2 separate regions of the Sus scrofa genome follow, and region 2 is linked to region 1. A link is a contact called in public HiChIP or PLAC-seq data. All regions are on one chromosome and are shown on one strand. Each heading gives the region's core, a stretch centred on a gene start, on an enhancer-like site or on the middle of the called end of the contact. The rest is flanking DNA. Distances are from core to core; before and after follow the strand shown.

Region 1 (6,432 bases), core at 1,437-3,936:
CCCCTGCCTCAAAGGCTACACCAACTGACCCACAGCCGGCTCCTCGGAAGTCTGGGCCTGCGGAGCCTGCCAGGCCCAGGACCCACCTGGACACACTTGGAAGCAGTTTCACGAAAAAGGGTGTAGCCAGCCACAGGGCTTGGGCAAGGGGTGCCTGCTGAGCTGGAAATCAGCTGATGCGGCTCAGGGCTGCTCAAGCTGCACCCTTGAAGGGGACATGCAACCTCGGGGCTCAGAGGGACTCGGGACATCCTCCTGGCCAAACCTCAGGGCCTTTGCTCAGGCGCTCAGTTCCGCCCCGAAGTGGTGCTGGGTGGGCGGGGAGACCCTGAAGACGCTCCCGCCAGAGAGCCCGCTCCGCCCTGGTGGGTCTGGCGAGTTTGACGCGGGGAGGAACGAAAGCTCTGGTGAAAAGCTGGCACTTACGGGGCCTCACGCGGCCCTCGGAGCGACTCGGGTTTGGAGATGGAACTGCAGCCGGGGGAGTGGAGGACCCCCACGTTTTAGAGACACCCAGGCCTGGGCGAACCCTGCTGCACCAGCAGAGGCACCAGGGCTTGTGTCCCTGGCTTCTCCCCTGCCTGCAGCAGAGGGGCTGCAGGGCGCCTTCTGAACGAGCCCGCCCGGGATGGAGCCCCCGTTCCCGAGGCCATGTGTCCTCCGCTGACGGACAGTCTGCTTTTCTAAAGGGCCGCAGCTTCTGATTTTATGGACTAAACACATGAAAGCTTCCATGGAATCTCACCTATGACCCCAGGAGCCCATGCAGAACTGGTGGTTCCTGCTTCAGCCCCGGGACCCTGACCTTCCCGGTGGGTCACATCAAGCCTCCCCACTTGCTGGGCACACCCCCGCCCCCCCCCCGGCCCCAAACCTCATGCTCGCCACCTGTGCCACCTGAACCTCAGGCGGCCCATCGCCTGCTGACAACTTCTTCCAGCAGGTTCTCTAGGTCTGACCACGCCTTTCTCAGACTCAGGAAGGCGGCAGGGTGTCAGCGGGGGTCTGTGAACTGCAGGCTGCCGACTGTTTGGTAAACAAAGTTTTACTGGAACCCAGCCATGCCTTTTGCCGACGCTTTGCTGGTGGCTGCTTTCAAGCTACAGGGCAGCTCTGAGTCGTGGCCAGAGAGGCTGCATAGCTCACACAGCCTGAAGCACTTCGCCCCCTGGCCCTTGATGGAAACTGTATGCACAGCCTGGAAGGGTCCGGGGCAGCGGCTCTGGCCCCAGGAAAGCTTGGGTTCCCTCCAGATCTGCCCACGTACAGGCCATGGGGCGGGCCCCGGGCAAGTCTCCCCACTTCGCTGAGGCTGCCTCCCTTCACCCACTGGTGGGCAGGCCTGGGGAGGGGGAGGATGTGAGGGGACACCCTGCTCTGTCCCCACCTCAGGACTTGGGGAACCCATACCCGGCCACCTCGGAGGAGCTATTCTGTCCTATTTGTGTGAAGTTATTCTTGTCTAAGGATCAGCTCCCTAAAAGCTGGATCCCTATGTACACTCCCAGCCAGGCGCCCCGTTCGGGTGGATGAAACGGCATGTGGAGGTGAGGCCTGGAGGGAGCCTGGTGGCTGAGTTCCCTGCCCCCACCTGTCACAGACAGCTCCGTGCCAAGAACAGCAGGATTAACGTGCTGGAGTTCTCAGGAAGAGGCATTATGTGATAAACCCTGTGTGTGTGTGTGTGTGTGTGTGTGTGTGTGTGTGTGTGTGTGTGTGTGTGGTGGGCTCTGATTAACGACGGCACACATCAAGGCAAATCCAAACACCCGTCAGGAAGATTCCCGGGGGGCAGGCGGCCACAGCCCCATGGAACCAGCCTAATAGCTGCTTAGGGCTTAATCACTTCAAGTGGTAAACCCCCAAGTTTACCAGCTGTTTGTCTGCCTCGAAAATGAATCACTCCTTCACAAATCAAAATGTCAGGATGGCTCTTCCTGAGCTGCTTATTTATCAGAACCGTAGACAGAGGGGTGGGGGAGTGTGCTAACAGGGCTGCGCCTCAGCCTTTTACGCTGACAACGCCCCAGCCCAAACAGACGAATGATGTGGCTGTCACTGGCCCCTTCTCCCGAGACACACGTCTTTTCTCTCGCTTTTTTTAAAGCCCTGGTTTGTTACTGTGAGACTCGCTGGGTGGAGTGTGCAGCAGAGAAGATGCTGAGATTGCAGTCAGGGTACTAAGGGTTCTTCATTTGGGGAACAGACCAGAGGTCAAGCCACAGACTGACAAAAAAATACAGTGCACCTCCTGCAGGTGCTCAGAGTTAAATAGGAAAAAAAAAAAAAAATCCCCAACCGCCGATACCACCTGTTGGCGGGTCCAGCTCAGCAGAGGCAACTGAAAGCATCTTTCCCTCCCCTGCGGCCCTCCCAAATCCACCTCCCTTCTTTCCATGGCACAAGGACCAGAAAGGCTCGGCAATGTTTCTGGTTTGCTTTTTAGCAAGGTGTCCAGATTCCCCTTGCAATTTCATGGGGCTCCTTCCCACATGGAGGGGGCAACACTTTGAGAGCCGGTGTGACCCATCGGGGGGCTGGGGGGCCCCGGCAGAAAACTCAGGACCAGCGCCTGCAGCCGGAAGCCTCCCCTGCTCTTGCTTCACCCCTGGAAGCCAGTTCCTGATGAGCTGGCTCTGGCAGAGGCGCCAAGGGGCTTTCTGGGCGTGAGTCAAACATGCACGGGCTGCCAAGTCCTTGCAAATGCGCAGATGTGCCAGAGATCACGGGACAAGGGCACAGGCAGACGGCCTCCCTGAGAGCTTGCCCAGCAGATAAAATTCCTGGCCCTCCCTGAGGATGTCTCAAGAACAGCCTGCGGAACGCATATCAAAGGCCGTATGGATTTTCACACCAGCCGGCTGATTCCGCATCTAGAAATTTACGCTGCTGAGGGGGCCGTGGCAGGAACTGCTCGGGCGATGAAAGCACGGGGGTGTGACAGGGAACGGGAGCCCCTACCCATGCGGCAGCTGGATGCGGAAGATGGTCAAACACGCTGCTGGTGGAAAGGATTACGTAAGGGGGAAACGCTCAAGACACAGTAAATGAGAGAAGGTTAGAAGAAGCATGTCCCATGGCAGAAAAAAAAAAAAGAGAAAAGCAAAACCAAACCAAATCCCGCTTCTGCCTTCCTCCTTGCATGGGGAGCAGACTGGAGGGGTTCAAGCCGAAGTCGTGGCAGAAGCGGGTGGTTTATGCTGAGCTTTCATTTGTTGTGCTTGTCCGAATTTTCCAAGACTCCCCCTCTGAATGTTATTTTAAACCAGGGAAAGGATGGAGGATGAAGAAGGCATCCAGCTGTCTGGGAGCTGGACAGGCCAGAGCCGGAGGCCCTAACAGCCCCGGGACCGGCTCCGGACTCCAAAGCGCTCTCCCCGGCTCTCGCTAAGGGCCTCCCCGGGCTGGCCAGGCATGAGGCTCCCAGCAGGTGGACCTGGGCCAGCGGGGACAGGCATCCCCTGCTTTCCAGGAGTCCGGGCTCCACAGGGTCAGGCCGGGGTCTTCCTGCTGCCCTCTGGCCCCTTTCTGACAGTTACTCTGGGAAGATGAACTCAAGAGTAACTCTCTGGCATGTGTCGAGCACAAAAATACCACCAAAAGGTCAGCCTTCTATTTTAGACCCATTGAGAGAGGGAGTGCTGAGCTGGGAGTCGGAACCCCAAGGGCGCGACCGAGCTCTGCCCACGGGGCCTTTTCACCTTGGACAAGCCCCCCCTCCTTCAGGGGCCTCTGGGTCTTTTCGTGAAACACAATACAGTTGGTGAGGATCTCCCGGCTTAAACGGTGGGTAGTTTTCTCTTTACCCATAAACCTGAACTTGACCTGAAGCCCACGACCTCCCTGGGAGGCAGGCAAAGGAGAGGACCCGGAAAAGTGCACCCTGGACATATGTGCTGGGCACCTATAACATTGTACGTGGAACACCCACTAAAGCTTTCCCCGTGAGGACAGGTGGCCATGGGAGGCAGGGGCCAGGGCCAGCCAGTTGCAGCCCAGAGGCCTGCAGATGTGTTGCAGTTATTTATTTCTGTGGCCACGGAAGTTCCTGGGCCAGGGATCACACCTGCACCATAGCAGTGACCCGAGCCACAGCAGTGACAACATCAGATCCTTAACCTGCTGAGCCGCCAGGGAACTCCAGATGTGCTTTGCTTTGCTCACACTGTTTGCTTGTTTTAGGCACCACCATCCACACCCCAGGAGATTCTACATATGAGTCTGGATTTCTGGCTTCTTATAAAACAGGAAGAGCTGGAGTTCTCATTGTGGCTCAGTGGTTAATGAATCTGACTGGGAACCACGAGGTTGTGGGTTTGATCCCTGGCCTTGCTCAGGGGGTTAAAGATTCGGCATTGCCATGAGCTGCGGTGTAGGTTGCAGACGCGGCTCGGATCCCGTGTTGCTGTGGCTCTGGTGCAGGCTGGCGGCCACAGCTCTGATTCAGCCCCTAGCCTGGGAACCTCCATATGCCTAGAAAAGGCAAGAAAAAAAGACAAAAAATAAAAAAATAAAACAAAAAAATAAAACAGAGCTGGTATCACTGGGCCCCATCCCCACGTGGCAGCGACTGGAGGTGGGGAGGGAGCTGGTTCCTTCTCTTCCCCAACTTGACTTGCCTGCTGCTCGCAGGCATTTCAGTTAATCAGCTCTGCTATTTATCCTGGGATTTTCGGTCAAATCCACAGGACCTGGGGATGTTCCAACCCCCAGGGACCTCTCAACAGCTCCCTCCTCGGACCCTACCTCTCACCTCCCCAGTCAGTGGGGGTGGGGGGAGGGCCTGACGATGGGGCCATCTGCCTCCAGCAGCTCAGGTAGGTCTCAGACTGTGTGACAAGAGCTGCTGCTCTTGGCCTAAGCGGGGCCGTTCCCTTGGCCTGAAATTCCCTTCTGCCTCTTTTCTGTCTTCACAAATCCCTCCCCTGTCCTCTGAGGCTCACACAGCTCAGGGCCAGCTTGGGCAAGAGTGTCTGCAGCCGGTGGGGTTTAACTGTTCTTTCCCTTGTGCTTGCTCAGCCTGCCCTGTGCAGCCTTGGGGCCTCATCAGCCCAAGGAAGGCATGTGCCCAAGTAGGGCATAGAAACTTGACTGCAAAGATGCTTCGCTGTTTTGGGCAACAACTGTCATTATTTTAAGAGCTAGTGCCTGGAATCCTCCGGGGTTCACAGTGTTCGTGATACTGTGAGCTGTCCCCCAATACCTATTCTCCCCTCATCTGCAATTACAGAACCTGGCAGCTAGGTCTGGCCGTGTGACTGACAAAGCTGTGGCCAATGAGATAGGAATGAAAGTGACACGCTGGCCTTCTAGGAAGGCTTCTTAAGAGGAAAGAGGTAGGAGTTCCCATTGTGACTCAGTGGGTGAAGAATCCAACTGGTGTCAAATCTCCTGATTTGAAAATTGTTGATAACTTATGCCACATTCCTGTCCTTCCTGGGGGAACTCAGGGAGTGGTGGAGTGAGGCGAAAGAGGGGAAGGGGCAACTGAGATGGGGAGGTGACTTCCCCACGACCCCCCACGTCTTCTGGAGTCAACGCTTCAACTCTTTCCTTGGGGGCTGCATGTGGACTATCTTGGGTGGACACCAGCGAGGGGTCTGAGTCTCCCCCTGGGTTCACACCGGGCCACGCAGAGGTTTACACGTGAGGGCAAGACCTGGAAGCAGCAGGGACTTCAAGAGAGTGAAGGGCGGGAGGGCTTGCTCGTGCGCAGGCTCGAGGACCGTGGGGTTTGAGCCAAAGGTTTCCTAAACCTCCGAGGAGCAGGGAGGCCTCGGCTGACCTCTGCCGTCTGCCCAGAGCCCGGGCTGGTCTGCACGCTATGATTTCTCCACCGATGTTGGTTACGGCACTGAAGTGCAACGGTTTCGGGTTGAAAACTGGAAAATGTGAAAACTGCCTGAGCACCACGGGATCCCTCAGGGACTTTATTTATTTATTTGGCTATGCCCTCAGCATACAGAAGTTTCCCGGCCAGGGATCAAACCCTTGCCACAGCAGTGACCCAAGCCACAGTGATGGCAGTACTGGATCCTTAACCTGCTGGGCCACCAGGGAACTCCACACAGGGACCTTTTAGAGAGCTGAAGAGGAAGGAACCCCACAGGCTTAGAATTTACATTAGGGGAGTTCCTGTTGTGGCTCAGTGGTAACAAACTCAACTGGTATCCATGAGGACATAGGTTCGATCCCTGGCCTTGCTCAGTGGGCTAAGGATCTGGCGTGGCCAGGAGCTGTGGCGTAGGCTGGCAGCTGTAGCTCTGAACCCTAGCCTGGGAACTTCCATGTGCTGTGGGTGTGGCCCTAAAAGCCAAAGGAAAAAAAACAGGAATTTACCTCAGGTATTCTGAGCACTGCACGGCACTGACGTCATAGCCTCATCCCTTACAGACTCTGACACCTGCTTCCAGGAAGGATCTGAGGTGGCTT
Region 2 (6,432 bases), core at 2,468-4,967, 170 kb after region 1:
TGGCTACACACCGCTCACCTCGGATCTGCACTTAGAGCCTAGGGTGAGACGATCCAATGACAGACAAGACGTCTGCCATAAACTGCTCAGAGCAGGTAGAGCCTTTAATGGGAGGGAACCAGGAGAGAGGCCTCCCAAGTGGTGTGTGTGGTAAGGGCACAGGCCCAGGGGCGGGGGAGATGGCAAGCTGGGCAGGTACTGAGGTAGCTGGGAGCTCAGTATGTGTGGTTAGGGTGGGAGGCAGGAAGGCAGGCAAGGCACACGGGGCCAAGGTGGGAAAGCCTCGGGAGAGGTTGACACCCTCATCATCGGGGGTTCCCTTTAGGAGAGCACGAAACGCACGAATATGCAGAAAGCACAGACAATCTTTGTTTGGGCCATGGCTGGGTGATGCCTTCAAACTTAGGGGGTATTTGCCTCCAAATGCAGCTTCCCAGCTTCTCTAGAAACATGAGAAGGCCTGGCAGTACCGCATCCATATTCGTGCAGAACAGCAGCTGCTCACAAAGGACACGTACACGCTCAAATGTGCCACAGTCCCCACTGCTCCCCACTGCCACCTCATGGGGTCTGTGTCATTCACAGCTGTTCCGCATCCCGCCTCTGCAGATGCAGGTGCCTCTGACAAAATATTCTCTCATTCTGACCCAGTAACGGTGTCTCACAGAAACACAATCTGAGACCCAGAACGGTGCAATGCCACGTCCAATGACATGCGACCAGTCAGATCCCCTCCTCGTGCTCGACCCCAGATCTTTCTGGGTACGCACGTCAATGCTCCGATTAGGCTCCCTGAATCCCGGAAGGGTTTATGCTTCATCGGTGCTATACAAGCAGAATGTTGGTTTCTGGTTTTAGAGAGACACACATTAACCCCATGAGCAATGGCCTCTTATCGGGGTCCTGAGATGGTCCCCACACTAATGACTTACACAGCTTCTCTGAACATCCTGTTCGGGCTTAGCGTACGTCTCAGACAGATCGCCATTCAGGATGACTTCAGCTAACGAGTTCACCAGGGGTGCGTGGTGTATAATTAGGAAGACCTGGCGAGGGGAAAAAAGGGAAGTGCATTAAAGTGTGCGGGCCCTCGGCTCCTCCTCCTCCTCGATGAAGCAGCAATCCCAGGGATGCCGAATCCAAAGAACGGGTCACATTTAGGGGAAACCAATTATACTTTTCTCCTTCAACAGCTGGGCCCCCTCCGTTCAGACTATTTGGCTGGCTGCTCGGCGGCAGAGGGAAGTGCATTAAAGTGAGACTGTCCCTCACGGCTGGCTGCAGCCAAAGCCGCCTGAAGTGGGGCGACGTGGAAAAGGAGCGCCAAACCCGCACTCCTTCCTCTCCAAGGGCATTTTAGCGTCAAATCCGATTACGATAAGACTCGGAGGCATGGGCCCAATATTTCAGTTACACGGAAGAAGGGGCCGGCAAGCCTGGTTCCAATCAAGGACTTGGCAGAGGTTCGCTGCTCAGAGATGCCATCTCTGGAACGAGCTCTGACCTGTGCGGTGGGCTTCAGCACACCGGGACTCCAGGGCAGCACGGGCAGGGGTGAGAACTGTGGGGAGGAGAAGCTGCAGGAGCCAAAGAGACAGACCACATTGGGCCAGGAAGCAGCATCAGAAGGGCCGGCTGCTGAGATGGCCTGGCTGCCCCGGCCTGTTGCCGGAGGTTCAAAGGAATGGCTTGAGAATTCTGGGTACCGAAACTGCCTCGCAAAGCTGGCTCAGACACCCCTGGGCTTGTTTTAAAATGTGAAGGCCACACGGGTCCCGCAGCACAACGTGGGATGTGTTGACCGCTGGTACATCAACGGGGTATGCACACGTCTGTATTTGCTCATGTATATGGGGAACAGGGCTCCCCATCCTCAGCACTATTGTTGGGAATAATTCTTTGGGGGGGGGCTGTTCTGTGTATTGTGGGATATTTGGCAGCATTTATGGCCTCTACCCCCTGGATACTAGCTGCACCCCCTCCCCGCGTCATGACAAGCAGAATCGTCTTCAGGTACTAGCCAGTGTCCTTTGGAGGCGGGGTGACATCACCACCAGTTGAAAACCCCTGGCAGAGAACGTCTCTGGAAGGACAATGATAATTGTCTTTGGGGATAGAAATTGGGAGACTGAATATTTTTAAAATATTGTAAACCAAAAAAAAAGGGAAAGGCAGAAACTAAAACACTGGCTGCCTCTGGGAGTGGGACCAGGGGTAAGAGGGCGATTTTCCCTCATGCTGTTTTGTACTGTTGGAGCAGAATGAACACATTGTGCCAAAAATAAATACAATTCAATTAAAGGTACAGGCAGAAAAACCAAATGTGGGACCTACCGAAAAAAACAGCACGGTGTTTTTAAAACATGGGGGAGACACTCACTGCCAATCATAGACTGTACAGTATGATCGAGCGGGTTAGCCCAGGCCCAGGGCGGGCCTTCAAGCAACAGTGATCATACTGATGACAAAGGAATTCAGTCCACAAACACTCAGTGGGCATCTATCTACTAAGCCCACCCGACAGAGGCCAGGGTGGACATGCATGGTGCCATTCCTGCGCTATGGATGGGGAAGGCTGGGAGTGGTGGAGCCGACAGTCACAAGGTACGTGGAAGCGTGTGTGGGCCAGACTCAAAAGAGCTGGGCCAGGAGTTCCCATGGTGCCTCAGCAGTGACCAATCCAAACAAGTATCCATGAGGACGCAGGTTCGATCCCTGGCTCGCTCAGTGGGTTAAGGATCCGGCATTGCTGTGAGCTGTGGTGTAGGTTGCAGACCTGGCTCAGATCCCGTGTGGCTGTGGCTGTGGTGTAGACTGGTGGCTACAGCTCCAATTCAACCTCTAACCTGGGAACCTCCATATGCCTCGGGTGCAGCCCTAAAAAGGACCCCCCCCAAAAATAAAAGGACAAAAAAGACTGGGCCATCCTGTTTGTGTCACAAGAGGTTCAGTGTTAGTTGGAGAGCGTCCCTCACACTGAGTTAACGTCATCAATGTAAATTTTCCTGGTTTAGTAGTGATGCTTATAAAATAACTTCTGAGGATGTTCTGATGTAGAGCTTAAGCACCAGGATTTAGAACTGATTTGAGGTTTTTACATCCTCAGGCAACTGGCTAATAAAATCACAGGGAAACGCAGGGTGGGGAGCAAAGCTCCACTATGTGAGTTGGGACGCCAGAGACAGCGCTTCTGTGAGAGACCGAAACTAGCCCCTAGGTCCCTTACTAGGAAAGCAGGAAAAGGGGGTTCTCGGAGAAAAAGTGGGGCTGGCTCCGCGGGGTGCTCCAGCAGCTGAAGGGTCCTGAGGGCGGCCGATTGCCCCGGGGTTCCTGCAGCTGAGCATCTGGCCTGCGCGCATCCTGCCAGACTCCAGAATCCCAGGCAGGAGAGGCCAGTGGATCCGTAAGGAGGCGGTGGAAACAGCTGCCAGGAGGGGCTGGGCTCTGCACGGAGCTGGGCGCACAGAGGGGCATTCAGAGAGTCGGCACCAGCGCACAGCCCCGAGCAAACAGAGCCGCAGGGACAAGACCTGGGTGATGGGGAAGTGGCCACGCAACGGTCCCAGTTGGCCTGGCCGCCAGGAGGAGGCCGAGTCAGCATCTCTCTTCTCAGGGCAATGGCAGACAGCCCTCCTCGGACTCGAAATGGCCCACAGACCAAGTGAGAAGGCCATTCGCTCAGCAAAGCCAATAAATACCCAGGCCACAGCAGAAGTGGGAACAGAACTCGGGTCAAATGTCTGACTACTTGACAGTCTAATGAGATGGCCTGAGAGTCTGGACTGCTCGTAATAAAAATATTTTTAAAGTTATGTAACTGGGTCACCATGGAGTTTTTCCCTTCTTGTAAATATTACATAATTACGAGAAGGAAACACACTTGTTTAAGAGGGGGAGGCAGACAAATTGGCTCAAGACACACATCTGGGGACTGAGGCTGCTATAAGATACCTTCCAGAAGGTAACCTCGGAACTAAAACCACCATAAAAGCCTTGAAGAGCGGCCTCGTGGATGGAAGTTTGTGAAGGCACAGTTGCTGTGCACTTACACGTCGGGGCCTGCGGTTCGGGGTTTCGGTCAAAATGGCCGAAAACAGGACCCGCGCGGGCGACGTTTCCAGGGTGTTCAGAACGCTCCTTGGCGGTTTCGGAAACCTCAGTCCCCACAGTAAAAACCAAGTACATATGTGCCAGGCTTGATTTATTGTTCACTTCTCTTCACACTTCCAAGCACGACCACGAAAAAATACAAAGCGCCTCCAGCAGTGTCTGGAAAATGGACCCCCTTTTCCCTGTCTTGTTATTTTATTTCAAGGTGGGGACATGGAGAGAGAAGACAGGGCAAAGTGGCCTGGGAAATTTCCGCAAGGCAGCAGCCCCCCACCCCGGACCCCACGTCACCATGTGGTTGGGACACGGGCGATAGGGCAAACATACCTGTGACAGAAGGTACAGGGAAACGGGCAGGCTGATTTTTGGCCGTTCTCCTCCCTGGTGACGGGTGGGGAAGAGACAGAGAGAGGGCTCGGTCACGCACGGAGGGTACAGAAGCCATGCATCTGAAGGAGCGACGCCCAGCACCTCCCCCCCTTCCTCCAAGACCCCCGGCTCTTCTTCTCTTGGTGGCAGAGTCCGCCCTGCAAAGGAGACGCGCAACCTAATCCCATCCGACGCCATCCACGAGGCCGCTCTGCTTCCACCTGAGAAAGCCTGCACCCTCAGTCATGGACTAGACGCTGACCGTGGTCCAGAGAAGAACCAGGTCCTAGATTACCCAGAGGGTTAATTTCCCCCAGCTTGGCCCCAGCGCTGGTGGGAGAGGCCCCAGGCCCACCCTCAGGAAGGCGGGGGTGGGAGAGGCTGGGGCCCCTGGTCTCAGGGGTCCCCGGTCTCAGGAGGCCCCTCATCTGTACGGGCGTCACGAGCTCCACCTCGCGCCAGCCCTGAGAGGACCTTCAGGACACTGTTTGCTCCGGGGAGATGACTGCCTTTTGCCGGTGGCAGAGCGGGGAGAGGGAAGAGGCCGTGTGAACTCAGGTCTGAAAGCTCCCGTCCCCATGCTCTCCCTCTGTCTCCAGAGCTGCCTTGGGGAGATCGCATGAGGGTTACAACTTTCTTTTCTCGCTGATTTCAACAGGAATCCCCATGTGCCACCTCCACAAAGAAAGCTCTACCCCCGTGGGTCGCGTGTAACAGGCCGGGGCCCCTGCAGTGACCAGCTGGTTCTGCCCCTGAACCTGGGGAGGTGCTGGCGGAGGGTCTCCCTCCCTGAAGTGGCATTTCTCGCAGAGGGGACCATGAGCCACCAGCTCAGACTCGCCTGGCGGGGTGGGTTAAACATGCAGATCCTTGGCCCAGTCCAGATGCACATTGCCCGAGGCCCTGAGCGGAGGGAGGGCACCCAAGGACGAGCACTTCCACAGCCCTCTCCCCGCGAGCCGACTGGGCACAGTCCCTGCCCCGGGCCCTTCTCCTAGGTGACTGTCCATCTTGGGCGAGTTCGGTGGCTGCATCTTCTCCAAGGCAATGAACTCTGGTGGCGACACAAGAAACTCCGCCACCAGGGATGAGAATACCTCAACAGGAGGACTCACAGAAACCAAAACCCTAAATCTGTGGAGGTTTCCTGTTTCCTTCTGATTTCAGTAGTCTTTTCTCATTCATTCACAGTCCACGCACACGCACTCACTGCCTCTCTCTCTCTTTCTCCGCCTCCCGCCCTCTCCCTCAACCCATCAGGGGAAATGAGAGGAAAGGAAAAGAACGGCAAAGCCCTGGTCCCTTCGAAGGCCAGCCCTCCTCAGAGCAACGGCTCTCCGCCTGCCCCGCCCACCTGCCCACCTTGTCCTGGTTCTCCAGGGAGTAGACGTAGAGGGGCAGGAAGAGTCTGTTGAGCAGGTGGTCCGTGAGCACATCGTTGAGGAACTCGCAGTTGATGATCAGGATGTCGTTGAGATAGTGCAGGTGGTCCAGGTGCTCGGCCACCAGGTCACTCAGCTTCCCCCGATTCCGGTGCCTGCCAAGAGAGAGCCCACCTCAGCCCGGGAGCCAAAGCTCAGAGCCCAGAACCAAGAGCCTGACACTAGGTCCCGGAGGCCCTCAGTTCACACACAAATATGTGGGCCAGTCTCGAGAGACACCTAGCCAGGCCCTACTGGTGCGTTAAGGAGGAAAAGGACAGGTCCACTACAATCGATTTTAGGGGACTCAGAGGGTCCCCCCATCTTCTGGGGGCCTCAGTACAACTCACCCCACCAGCACCACCGCAGCCCAAGACAAAATGGGTAAGCAGAGCAAAACCCAGGGAAGCCCTTAGCGAGCCATTTCAAACAAGAGCAGCCACCAGGTTAAGCAGTAAGATCCCTTGGCTCCTAAGATAAGCAGCATTCAGGGAAAAATAAATCCTCACTATTTAAAATGCTCCAGGAGTTC

The links. HiChIP or PLAC-seq counts read pairs in DNA pulled down with a chosen protein or histone mark.
Region 2: an H3K27ac HiChIP or PLAC-seq map of skeletal muscle shows a contact between it and region 1, with 5 times the contacts expected there. The contact joins two enhancer-like sites. A contact is called at or near these places in 2 of 2 datasets of contacts at active chromatin or transcription factors (alveolar macrophages and skeletal muscle).

What each region holds. Positions count from the first base shown.
Region 1 is chr3:31,950,610-31,957,041 of Sscrofa11.1, forward strand. The region is part of intron 23 of CLEC16A (protein CLEC16A); the gene reads right to left. Among named protein-coding and RNA genes, the nearest start is that of SOCS1, 72 kb to the left of the region's middle. Within about 2 kb of position 2,687, at least 39 of the 83 cell types and tissues checked have an H3K27ac peak or open chromatin away from gene starts, as enhancers often do. A contact at or near this core is called in skeletal muscle, where this site is marked.
Region 2 is chr3:32,115,559-32,121,990 of Sscrofa11.1, forward strand. CLEC16A (protein CLEC16A) reads right to left here. Exons shown (of 25, transcript XM_021086617.1): 8 at 5,842-6,016; 9 at 4,438-4,491; 10 at 933-1,046. Among named protein-coding and RNA genes, the nearest start is that of CLEC16A, 40 kb to the right of the region's middle. Within about 2 kb of position 3,718, at least 10 of the 83 cell types and tissues checked have an H3K27ac peak or open chromatin away from gene starts, as enhancers often do. A contact at or near this core is called in skeletal muscle, where this site is marked.